Regions from separate parts of the Mus musculus genome. Here region 2 is linked to region 1. Evidence: chromatin contacts called from public HiChIP or PLAC-seq data. All regions are on one chromosome and are shown on one strand. The core of a region is the stretch at or near the end of the contact, and the rest is flanking DNA. Distances in the headings are between cores, read along the strand shown. Region 1 overlaps Rell1 (RELT-like 1). Region 2 overlaps Tbc1d1 (TBC1 domain family, member 1).

The links. HiChIP or PLAC-seq counts read pairs in DNA pulled down with a chosen protein or histone mark.
Region 2: an H3K4me3 HiChIP or PLAC-seq map of bone marrow-derived macrophages shows a contact between it and region 1, with 4 times the contacts expected there. The contact joins two enhancer-like sites. A contact is called at or near these places in 1 of 39 promoter capture datasets (cranial neural crest), 1 of 484 Hi-C or Micro-C datasets (embryonic stem cells), 6 of 115 datasets of contacts at active chromatin or transcription factors (bone marrow-derived macrophages, embryonic stem cells, forebrain and 2 more) and 1 of 9 other capture datasets (adipose tissue).

The regions. Positions count from the first base shown.
Region 1 is chr5:63,934,626-63,940,141 of GRCm38.p6, forward strand. Rell1 (RELT-like 1) reads right to left here. Exons shown (of 7, transcript NM_145923.4): 2 at 3,181-3,408; 3 at 1,398-1,469. Among named protein-coding and RNA genes, the nearest start is that of Rell1, 32 kb to the right of the region's middle. Within about 2 kb of position 2,281, at least 76 of the 459 cell types and tissues checked have an H3K27ac peak or open chromatin away from gene starts, as enhancers often do. A contact at or near this core is called in bone marrow-derived macrophages, embryonic stem cells and pancreatic cancer cells, where this site is marked.
Region 2 is chr5:64,234,284-64,239,799 of GRCm38.p6, forward strand. The region is part of intron 2 of Tbc1d1 (TBC1 domain family, member 1); the gene reads left to right. Among named protein-coding and RNA genes, the nearest start is that of Gm46913, 10 kb to the right of the region's middle. Within about 2 kb of position 3,143, at least 26 of the 459 cell types and tissues checked have an H3K27ac peak or open chromatin away from gene starts, as enhancers often do. A contact at or near this core is called in bone marrow-derived macrophages, embryonic stem cells and pancreatic cancer cells, where this site is marked.

The DNA of each region.
Region 1 (5,516 bases), core at 1,031-3,530:
TGTTGGCATTTGGAGTCGCCTTGGGGTGACTGGGTCACTGGCCTGCTCATGGATTCTTAGATTCGTGGATTACTGAGAGAGTGGTTTTTTTCATAAAAGCAGATTCTTTCTGACATGACTGCTCTGTCTCGTCACGTTTCCAGCTCAGAACGTAGCAGTGAAGGCCCTCTCCAGGTGCCAAGCAGATGCTGGCCCCACACGTCGACTTGTCAGCCTCTAGAACCATGAGCTAAATAAACTTCTGTTCTTTATAGCTCGTCAAGCTTGGGGTACTCAGTTATAGCAACAGAAAACATCATCCTATTAAGACAACCCTCAGCCTCCAGAACAAAGACCCTAATTCATTTAGTAACAATTGGATCCTTCTCTTAAAAAGTTGCCTTAAAATACATTTCATAGGCTGAGCATAGTGGCGCATGCCTATAATCCCAACATTTAGGAGATAAGGGGAGGTGGACCAGAGGTTCAGGACCATCCTTGGCTATATACCGAGTTCAAAGCCAGGCTGGACCACATGAGACCCTATCTCAAAAAAGAAACTATATATAAAAAAAAAAAAGATACTTAAGCCCTAATGCTTAAGCTCTATCCACATTTAATACTGGATAGCCTAGAAGATACAAACATAGAGGCAGAAAGCAAAGCACCTTTGCAGGTGGTTTGGGGAGGAAGGAACAGGGAGAGAAGCAGCTATCTTTCAGAGTGGGGTGCCGAGGAAGTTCTGGAATACGCTGACACTGGTGTAGCTCTTAGAAAGGACACGGATGCTACCCAACTCCCCCCTTCCAAATGGCCAAGCGGTTAAACTGGCAAAAGTAAGTGTGTGTGTGTGTGTGTGTGTGATGCGTGAGAGAATATTCATATGCGTGCACACAGAGGGCAGAGGTCCATGTGGGCATCTTCCTCAATCACTCTCCTCCTATTTGGAGACAGGCTCTCTCACTGAACCTGCAGTTCACCCATTGGCTGGTGTTACAGGCACGTGGGCCCTGGCCGTCACTCCCCAGTTCTTACCAGGATGCCTCAATTTCTTCCCAGTTCAAACTCATGTCCTTAAATGTGAAACACAAGAACCAGCTAAGATGTGAGTCCTTATGACTCCCAGCACATCGCTTGTGCTACCCTACACAGTTGTGTAATGTAACTCTCACTCCATAGGAGGAAGCTGAGGCTTTATAAAGTCACGTGATACACAGCCTAGAAGCTATCGACCTTCCTGGCCCTTTGCTGTGCTGAAGCCACCAAACACCACCAAGGCAACCTCTCCTGTTGTGACAGTGCTAAAAGCTGAGGAGTTACAGAGTTCAGGTAAAAGCCCTGCGAAGCCATTCAAATTCTGACTCTAAGGAGATTTTTAAATAACACTGAGATGCCCCAAAGCACGAAGATATCCTTACCTTCATTTTTCATAATGTACTGGACAATCTGGCCGACCGTGTCACTGTTCTCATTTATACTGTCATTCAACTCTAAGAGAGAAAGAGGACAGAGCGGCGTTACGATCCATCACCTGCAACAAGTCAACTAGACATTTATCTGAGAGCCTAAGGCCTCGCCGAATACCTTCCAGAAAGTTTAAGCACCCTCACACAGTGCAAAGAGTCTAGCTTTAATCCTTCAGCCCCACCTTCCCGATGCCACACGTTTTTGAATTCCTGGGCTGAACACGCATTTATAAATTAAACAGAAAAGGCGCAGGACTGTCCAGCATCCCCTTGCTTTGCATGACACTACAGGAGTGCATGTATCTCTGCCCCCACGTTCTCCTATCTTTCCTTATTACCTTCAACCCTCTGGAGAAACAAGAAGAAGGATCACGAAAAGGTTTTATCGAATCTCAGACATGCTGTATACAACTGGCCTACTGATTAATGGTTTCAACTGAACAAGTAAGTACTAAGTATTCATCCATGTTTATAAAACTCTCTTTTCCTTTGAAACAAGGTAGCTAAATTTGGGCACTGGTTATTTGTTTACAGACTCAGTTTACTTTGGGGACCCAGCACGTGACAGCCAAGTCAGGCGGAGAAAGAGGGGCAAGCCTCCATTTGGAAACCGATCTGTATAATTTATTTAGCAGGACCAGCTGAGACTGGATTGAGACATTGTACAGACTGGGACAACAGCACACCCATGTACCTGCAGGAGTGTCCTCTGCACCCCAAGGGAGGCTTCTCCCCTATGACCTATAGATGTTTGGACAGTCACAGTGGGGGCTGATGCCTGAGCCAGCCTGAGCCAGCCTGCTTCGTGGGTTAGAAGGAACAGCGGGGGAGGCCCTGCTCTGTTGACAAACACTCAAGGCCGGTTTGCTCATTCGCTGAGCGTGACTCATCCTGTTCACCCATGTTCCCCAGCCTCAAAGGTCAGTGGGGGTGGAAAAACCAACAGTCCAGCAAGCTGGCAAGCCACCACTGAGAAACCTTCCCTGCCGGTAGGCTCCATGGGTGACCTACTCCAAATGTCACCTCCCTGCAAAGATGGCACAGAGGGGCTGAGCTGGATGAAGAGTGAGCTGCCAGTCCTGGGACCCATCAGGAAACCTCCCTCAGGCAGGACTGGATAGGAATATCAGTGAGGAAGACATGCTGTGGATGGAGGTGACCCCACCACAAGCTATCAACATATGTGCAGAGGGAAAGATGAGCGCCCTGACACTCACATGGAAGCACCAGTTCTTGCTGCAGCTCTACCGAACTATGACAAACATCTATTCATTAATAATATACAGTTCAGTCACATGGACTTCAATGAGAACTCCTCCAGTGATACTTAACACAGCAAACCCGATGAGACCCGTTTCACGTCCCTACCGTTCTTATTAGAATCTTGATTCAATAAGTAACAGCAAGGATTAGGCTTATGAGTAAGTGCCAATCACCAAAACACCTTGTCTCAAAATTTCACATTAACCCTTCAAAGTGGAGAGAAGGTACCCTCATTAAATTCACTGTCAATACAATTAGAAATAAATATATACCATACAAATAACAGTCCCGGGCTACCAGGCTCTGAAGTAAACCCTCAGCAAGCATTCAATAAATGCAGGCAAGGTTTCAAACTCTGATTACTGCAGAAAATAGTTTTCCTCATAAAGAAATGGATTATATATGAAGTTTTGTTTTTTCCACTTAGAACCCACTCCTCAAGCCATTTCCTTTTAAAGCAGAGGTTACTTACCTATCTTTTCCACCTTTTCCTCTTCGACTTCCTGTTCCGCCTCTGTTGTACACCGGTAGCCTTTCTTCTTAAGTAAGTGACAGATGAGGACACCAAGGAGACCCATGACGAAGAACACAGGGACGAGCACGTACGCGATGTATTCCGGGTGTCCATTCCCAGGGTTGTTGGTGGGTGACGATGGAGTGGTCTCTGCTCGGGAGTGTAACGTGTGGCTACCAGTGTTGTCTACAGAGAGGGACACACACGGCTCTGTTAGGTGATGGCGACAAAGCTCTGGGAATATTTCCATTACATCAAAGTTTTGTGCTTCAAAGGCTACGAGCTGTACACAGGTCTGGGGATCCCGATAGAGGGGGATAAAGGGTGCGAGCATAGGCTCGAGCTGACACAGTCTAAGTCACCTCCTGAACTATGAGATCTCTTAAGAGAGGATTAGGAGGCACAGGGTTTTAGACTGCACAGAATACACATGCAAGAGTTAAGGGGGGCATTACAGCACACTACATAGTAGCTGTGTGTGAGGACCCGGGAGACATGAGGTAGAAGTCCAACTCCACCTTTTAGCATCATTCTGACAAGTCACAATATCTGCACATCTTTCTATGAAGATGAAACCAGTTGCTGCGGGCCAAACACACATGAGTGTATTTTTGCAGTCACAAATGATCGTTCTCTTGCCTGTCCAATGCCAGAGACGCAAGTGCACCACACCAAGGCAGACAGACAAACATCTTGTCCTTGTGTGGCTTATGTTCCAGAAAGATTTAGTGAACTAAGATGATGACAGCACAAAGAGAGGAAAGACCAGGGATGGCCTCAGATTTCTGGTCCAAGGTCCAAATGAAAAACTGGAAGGCTGTGTGTATTTGTTCATTCATTGATCTAAATACCAGATACTGTGTGCCTGCTGTGTGGTGAGCCACTGCTGGGAGCTGAGAGGAGAAGAGGGAACACTAGCATCAGGCACCCAGAGCAGGTCACATGCAAGAAATTCACGTGCACCGAGAGACAAGAGCACTGGGGACCAGTCCACAAGAAAAGGGAAGCTGTGGCGAGGGTGTGGTTTAGAACAAAGAAGTTTGCTTTTAGATCTCTATCACATGAACTTATCCCAGAGGCGGCCTGAAAAGGCAGACAGTATAATAGTCATATGGCCTCAGAAAAGTAAGTCAGAGAAAGCCTGAGCACACCACCACAACAAGTGGACAGGAAAGGGAGAATACAGACTGCAGAGAAAACCTGTGGGGTAGGATAGATGGGGAAAACAATGAGACCGTGGAGAAGAAAGGAGCCCCTCACTCCAAAGGCTGACTGAAACCCCTCCTGAGATGAGAAGCAAGAACTGCAGCACAACTAACAATGCTGTGTAGGCTGCAGGCATACAAATTGGATGCGTGGACAGATAAATGGATGGATGGATGAGAGGGTGGATAGGTGAGTGGATGGTTGTATGAGTGGATGGATGGATAAGTGGATGGATGAATGGGTGGGTGGGTGGATGTTTGGATGATGGATAGATGGATGAGTGCATGGATAGATGTGTGGATGGTTGATGTGTGTGGAGGGGTGGATAGAAGGATGGGTAAGTGGATAGATGGATGAGCAGATAGCTAAATGTGTGGATGGATGGATGGATGGGTGAGTGGATGGTTAGATAAGTGGGTGGACAGACGATAGATAGGCAGAGGAATGAATAGATGATGGATAATTTTATTTTATTTTGGAATTACAATAACCAGAATTGAGGCCTAAAGGTATATGAGCCTAGTTCCATTCCCCTCCTATTTTCTGGGGATCTTAAGCAAGGCTTTGTACAACAAGCCCTCCTACTTTCTAGTATCTGATGATATACAGTTTTACCTCAGTAATTATAATCTTGTAAACGCCCCTTCTCTGGCTGAAGAACCTCTTGTGCAAGTGAATAGTTTCAAAACCACGCAAATGGTATATGTATCTATTGAAAAGACAAATGGAGACTGTGAGAAGCCCACACCTGTACTCTCCTGTATGTTTCTTTCTCCCTTAGCATCTCTCTAGTTTTAAAATCTGCTGAAACATTTCTCTAATAAACTCCGGCTCTGCTTCACCCCGACTTGTCTTGAAACCTTTTTCTGCATTAAAGCCAAGATCGATTTTTACCTGAGTTGGGGTGCCTAAAAGATAAAGGGAATTCAGTATGCTGCCAGTTACAGAATGGAGCCTCCGCCCCTGCTCTCTCTGACTAGATAATGCCACAGAAAAATTAGGAGCAAATGAAAGGAGAAGGTCAGGTGGTTGAAAAGTAGAGGAAAATACAGCATTTGGGTTTGATGTCTTGGCTCTGATTTCTCTGA
Region 2 (5,516 bases), core at 1,893-4,392, 300 kb after region 1:
TGTTTTTGTGGTCTTTCTAATCCAGAGAGACAGAGAAGCAAATGATAACCAAAGTAGTTTTAGTTGGTGGTCAGTGCTAGGAAGAGAAGTAGAGAAAGAAATTTGAGGACTGGGTGGGGTGGGGCCCAGCAGCAGGGAGCTGGTGCAGAGAGGTCACTCCAGGCCAGGTGGGTGAATGAGCGGTCTAAAGACTAGGCTGGGTGTGGACTTGCTGTTAATTACAGTAAGGAGCCATAGATGGTGGAAAGCAGCGGTGCTGTCCACTGCTGCTTGCTGTGGATGGGGTTTCTTAGGCTGTGCTCCAGGCTGCAGTGTCTCTGTTAGGAGGTGATGGTGTTAGCCTAGACTTGGGTAGTGAGGAAGGAAGGTCACATCGCTGTTTTTCAGCGTTTGAAATGATCTGTCTTGCCGGCTGTGCTCAGTCTGCTTTCCTGGAGCGATTTGTTGTTCAAGAGTACAAGTGTGTCTTGTTCTTTGATCAGCTGCTCCTAACCACAGCCTTCAGGCAAGTCCTGTCCTGGCTCCCAGCTTGTATTTATTCACTGCGGAGGTGCTCTGTGGGCTGGAGTAGCCCATGTTGGGTGCCAGTGGTCAACTGGACTTGCTCTTCAGGTTTCTAGAGCATAGCACGGCCACTTTAGAGTCCCTTTCCTGGGAGGGGTCCACCTGCCTGCTGCCAGTGTTTATATAGGCAACCTTGCAGTCTTGCTTGAAGTCAGTCCTGTGTTGGTTTGTCCATGAGATGTAGCCTTAAAGCACAGGCGCTTTCTTTATATTTATTAATGCTATATTTAATTAGTGGCTGCTTAAGTTTAATAAAGAGCGAAGAACTCCTTAATAATAGTCAAGCCATCCCTTGAACTTGGGAAATGTGCTGCCTCTGCTAAGCACAGCTAGAGTAAGCCACACTTCAGTACAGCTGTGGGGGAGACTGTCTCTGCCTGTAGTGATGCAGATTGTCTTGGGCTAATAACTCAAGCATAGGCTGTTCTTATGAAGACAGAATGAAGGAATGCCGGAGTGGAAGACAGTCTCCAGGAGAACATAGCCCAGAGCAGGCCTCATCATGACAACAAGGTTAATCATAGTCTGTTCCTTGTAGGAGTTCACTAACTCATCTTAGACTGAATGTCTGTACCCTAGTAGTCCCCTTCTGTCAAAACCCTTCTATCCTCTGCCCTTTTCCCGGGGCATCTCTGATTAATCATTCATTGGGTGAGTAGAGAATAATGGGAAGGGTGGGGCGGGGCTGGGTTTGTCAGACAGACTTGCCTGGGGGGAAAGCCTTGAGTATGTATGGTGTGGGGACTGCAGTCTCTTGTAGGTGGGGGACACTGGGCATCAGCTCAGGTGAGGCTGGACAGGTGACATGTGAAATGTGGCCTCCTTCAGAAAAGCTTTTATCCCAGGACAGTGGGGATCCTGTAGAGACCATAGCTTATCTTCCCTCAGATTGTAAGCTGTTGGTCCACTGTGTGAGGTGCCTTGTGTTGTAGATATTAAAGTATTGTAGTTCTTCTACTAGTCTGAAATCACTGTGAAAACCAGCCTGGGGGGCTTTGCCCCAGTGTGTATGAATCACATGGGTATCCCAGGTAATGTGGCTGTAGTTTTCTTGGTCTCAATGGGAATACTTCTAATGAGTGCCTGGGTGATGTGGCTGGTCTGGGGACTGCACTGTGAGTAAGAAGGCTCTCATATTTTTTTTTTAAAACATATGCCATACCGGGCAGTGGTGGCGCATGCCTTTAATCCCAGCACTTAGAAGGCAGAGGTAGGCGGATTTTCTGGGTTCAAGGCCAGCCTAGCCTGGTCTACAAAGTGAGTTCCAGGACAGCCAGGGCTACACAGAGAAACCCTGTCTCGAAAACAAACAAACAAAAACATATGCCATGGTTTCACTTGGGTTTTTTTCTTTCTATATTTTGTTTTTTATTATTTTTTGTTTGTTTCATCTGCAAGAGAAACCTAAAAAAAGAAAATCAGTGACCTTGAAATTGGCTGTCTAGGGAACCAAAGTGGAAGAGGTACTTTTGTACCTCATACTCCAACACATTGTTTAAAAATTTGAATTTTTTATGTAGTAACCATTCAGTTTATCAAGTTCAAAGTCTTTGGTGTAAACACTTCTTTGTACTTACATCTTTGCTCAACATAACATTAGAATATTATCACAGTCTAGGAATTGGAGTAGTGTTTGATGAAAATGATACTTTGCCTCCTCTCCTTTCTTACAAAAATACATTTCAAGTGCTATTAGAACCAGTAGACAGCAGAGCAGTTGCAAAGTGCCGGGGCAAAGGACCAAGAGGGACTTTTCGGGTTGTGCCAAACAAGGTGGGACCCTCAGAATTGGTCAGGGTGACATGGTGAGGAAGAAGTCCTAGATCTTTTGAGACACAGCGTGATGCCAGTGTGCTCTCCACAGCTGGAGCCAGCCGGCTGTCTCCCTTCCAGTCCTTAGTTAGCATGTCTTGCCTCTGCTCCCGGGGCGTCCAGGCTAGTCTGTTTGCACCCTCTTTTCACTTCAACTGGCATGTTCTCTTGGCTTCCACTTGTATCACATGGTGCAAGTGTTTCTCCAAGGAAGATGACAGCTAAGGCTGTGAGCTGGATTTTGATAATCTTAACAGGAATGTTGTATTCGACAATGTTTTGGTAGACTTATCTGAAAAAAACAAAAAACAAAAAACAAAACAAACAGTAAGCTGGGAAGATCATTTCCTAGTGTTCTTGCTCTTTTCCTGCAGATTATTTCATATCTGTCGCGTGTTATAACAAGAAGAGATGTGTGAGCTCTGTTGGCTTATTTTGACCCGAACTGTTCTGGTTAAATTTGCAGAGCCTGTTTTCTCATTCTGAAACAAACAAACAAACAAACAAACACCAAACCCTTCATATCTGTTTGTTTTTTTGTTTCCTTTTGTTTGTTAAAATCTATTTTTGACTAACATCAGAGTATGAATAGGAAACTGAAGACCATTTGTAAACATAGTCTGTTAGAACCTGGTTGGATAGGTAGTTGGGTTGAGTGGATGATGGTTGCACAGTGTGAAGGGCTGAGGGAACAGAGATGAGAGACGACAACACTTGCATCCTTTGAGCATTGTGTAGTTTAGGTGGGGGAGGTGGCCTGTAAGGGAAGGTTAATTGCAAATTAACTAGGCTGTGTTTGCAGGGCTCAGCCAGGGTTCTGGGGAGAATGGAAGGTGAGGTCTGTGTGAAATCTGTAGGAAAGGGCAAACAGGTCACACACAGTGTGGGAGGCTAAGGGAGAAAGAACATGGTTAGGAAGCACTAGTGGGGAAGAAATAGTACCCTAATTGATTGTCCAACACCAAGTAGTTAGCCACTCTCAGCATCCTGTAGTTAACTAGTTACATAGTTACCAGTTTGTCTAGGAGTGGAGCCCCCAGGAGATTTCTACTTTAACATGTCTGTCAGTGTCTTTGTTCAGGTCTTGTTTAGGCATCTATATGGTAGAGGTATCATGAGTGAATCTTCACTCTCGTTCTAGGAGAGACAGCCTGACAGATTTCCTGGTCCTTGGGCTCTGATAATCTTACCACCCCTCCCCCACATTCTTGTGTTTCACAGCTGTCACAGTCGCTTCCCACTTTTAGTACCTTGCATAATTCCTTCTAACACCAGTTTTTTTTTTTTTTTTTTTTTTTTTTAATCTTGAGGAAGGCCTATTATTTTAACCAAATTATTGATACTTGGGTAGATTCAGAAATGAAGGCGCTTTTTTTCATCCCAGCACATCCTATTTATGGTTGTGGCTCAGGTGTGGAAATTCTGGTGGAACTTAGTTCTGTTGTTCAAAGTGGAGTGGAGCTTTGAATGTGATTCCGTTTGTTCTCTTCTGCATAAAGAAGCTGGCGATGAACCAGAGCAATGAAGTCAATTTTGGTCACTAAGTTCTCATAGCTAGTTTATGGCTAAACTTAACCCCGAATTTCTTGTCTCTGGGTTTTGTATATATTAAATATTGCCTTGCTGACTTGTGAGTCAAAGCTATACATATCTTTGAAACAATGTATTGTATTTCTCATATCTTTATTTAACCACATGAGAGCATACTTGTGAATTTCAGATCATGGTGGGCATGGGAAACGTCAGGGGTGGGTAGGAATTATGAGCAGTGGTTGGGGTGAGTGGAGAGCCTTTACTTATGAAGGGTGTCATTAACACAAGGCCCGTGGCCTGGGAGAGCAGCTGTGTGAACGGTGTGCAGGTAGAGAGTATGGCCTGAACCTTTGCAGAGTGAGACCATTGAGGTCCAGTGTGGCAGAGTATCCCTGGCGCTGGGCTGTGGTGACTCACTGGTCCATTTATTTAGTTCTCTTGTTCCCAGGAAGACTCATAGGAAATGAGCTATATGTATAATGGATTTCCTTTCCTTCAATAAGGGTGATGGATTTTGTTTGGAAAAGCATTACCTATATTGGGCATTTAAGAGAAGGGGAAACTTGAATTAACATTAAAACATGGAGAGGAAGAGGTAATTACATATCTGGACACTTTATGTGTGCCAGCCATGATGGGAGTAGCCAAGTTCTGTAACATACCTGATTCTTGGAGTAATTATGATCCTAGTGTGGTTGTTGGCTCTTCCTATGTGTTTTTGCTGGTGTGTGCATAGGGAATATAAAGAAACCAACATTTAGAGAAGCTAGGTAATTTACCAGAGCCATCTTAACATTTAAAAAATTATTTATTCTACTTTATGTGATGTGTTTTGCCTGAATGTATGTCTATGCACTGTGCATGCAGTGCCAGTGGAGGCCAGAAGAGGGGGTTGTATCCCCAGAAACTGGAGTTGATAGCAGTCATGTGCGTGCTGGGATTGAACCCTGGTTCTCTGTAAGAGCAACTGGTGCTCTTAAAAGTGCTGAGCCATTCCTCTGGCCCCATCATAGCTATTTTTAAAGTTATGCTTTTATGGACAGATAAAAATATATTTACTATACCTACCATGATGTTTTGACATATCTACAGTATAGAATGACTAAATCTAGCTGCCTGGTGTACAGCTTATCTTACATCCTTACTATTTGTATAGAGAGACACTTCATATCTGTTGTCTTAGTTCTTCCTAAGAGTATGATACATTTCTGGCTGTAGTCACCAGCACTAGCTGTAGTGGAGCAGCACGAGTCATAGCTGCTAAGATTAAAGGTTGAGTTATATGGCTCTAAGTACAGCAGGCTTTATCTGTGATAGCCGTGTTGTCTGGGGAGGAGGAGGTATTCTCATTATGAAACCTGGTTGGCAGAACTTGGAAAGATTCTTGTCCTCTGAGAAGTGGAACTTCTTTTCTTAGAAGAAAGGTATAAAATGATCAACTCTAGGCTGCTTTTGAAAATAGGTATACAAGGGTGAAGCTAGTTGTGGGTAACACACTTCCAGTATCCCTACATATCAGGAGTTCTTGGCCAGAGAGAGAAGAAAATAGGTGAGAGAGAAACCATGGTGGAAAGTTAAAGATGGGTCAGGATTGGAAGAAAGTTAAG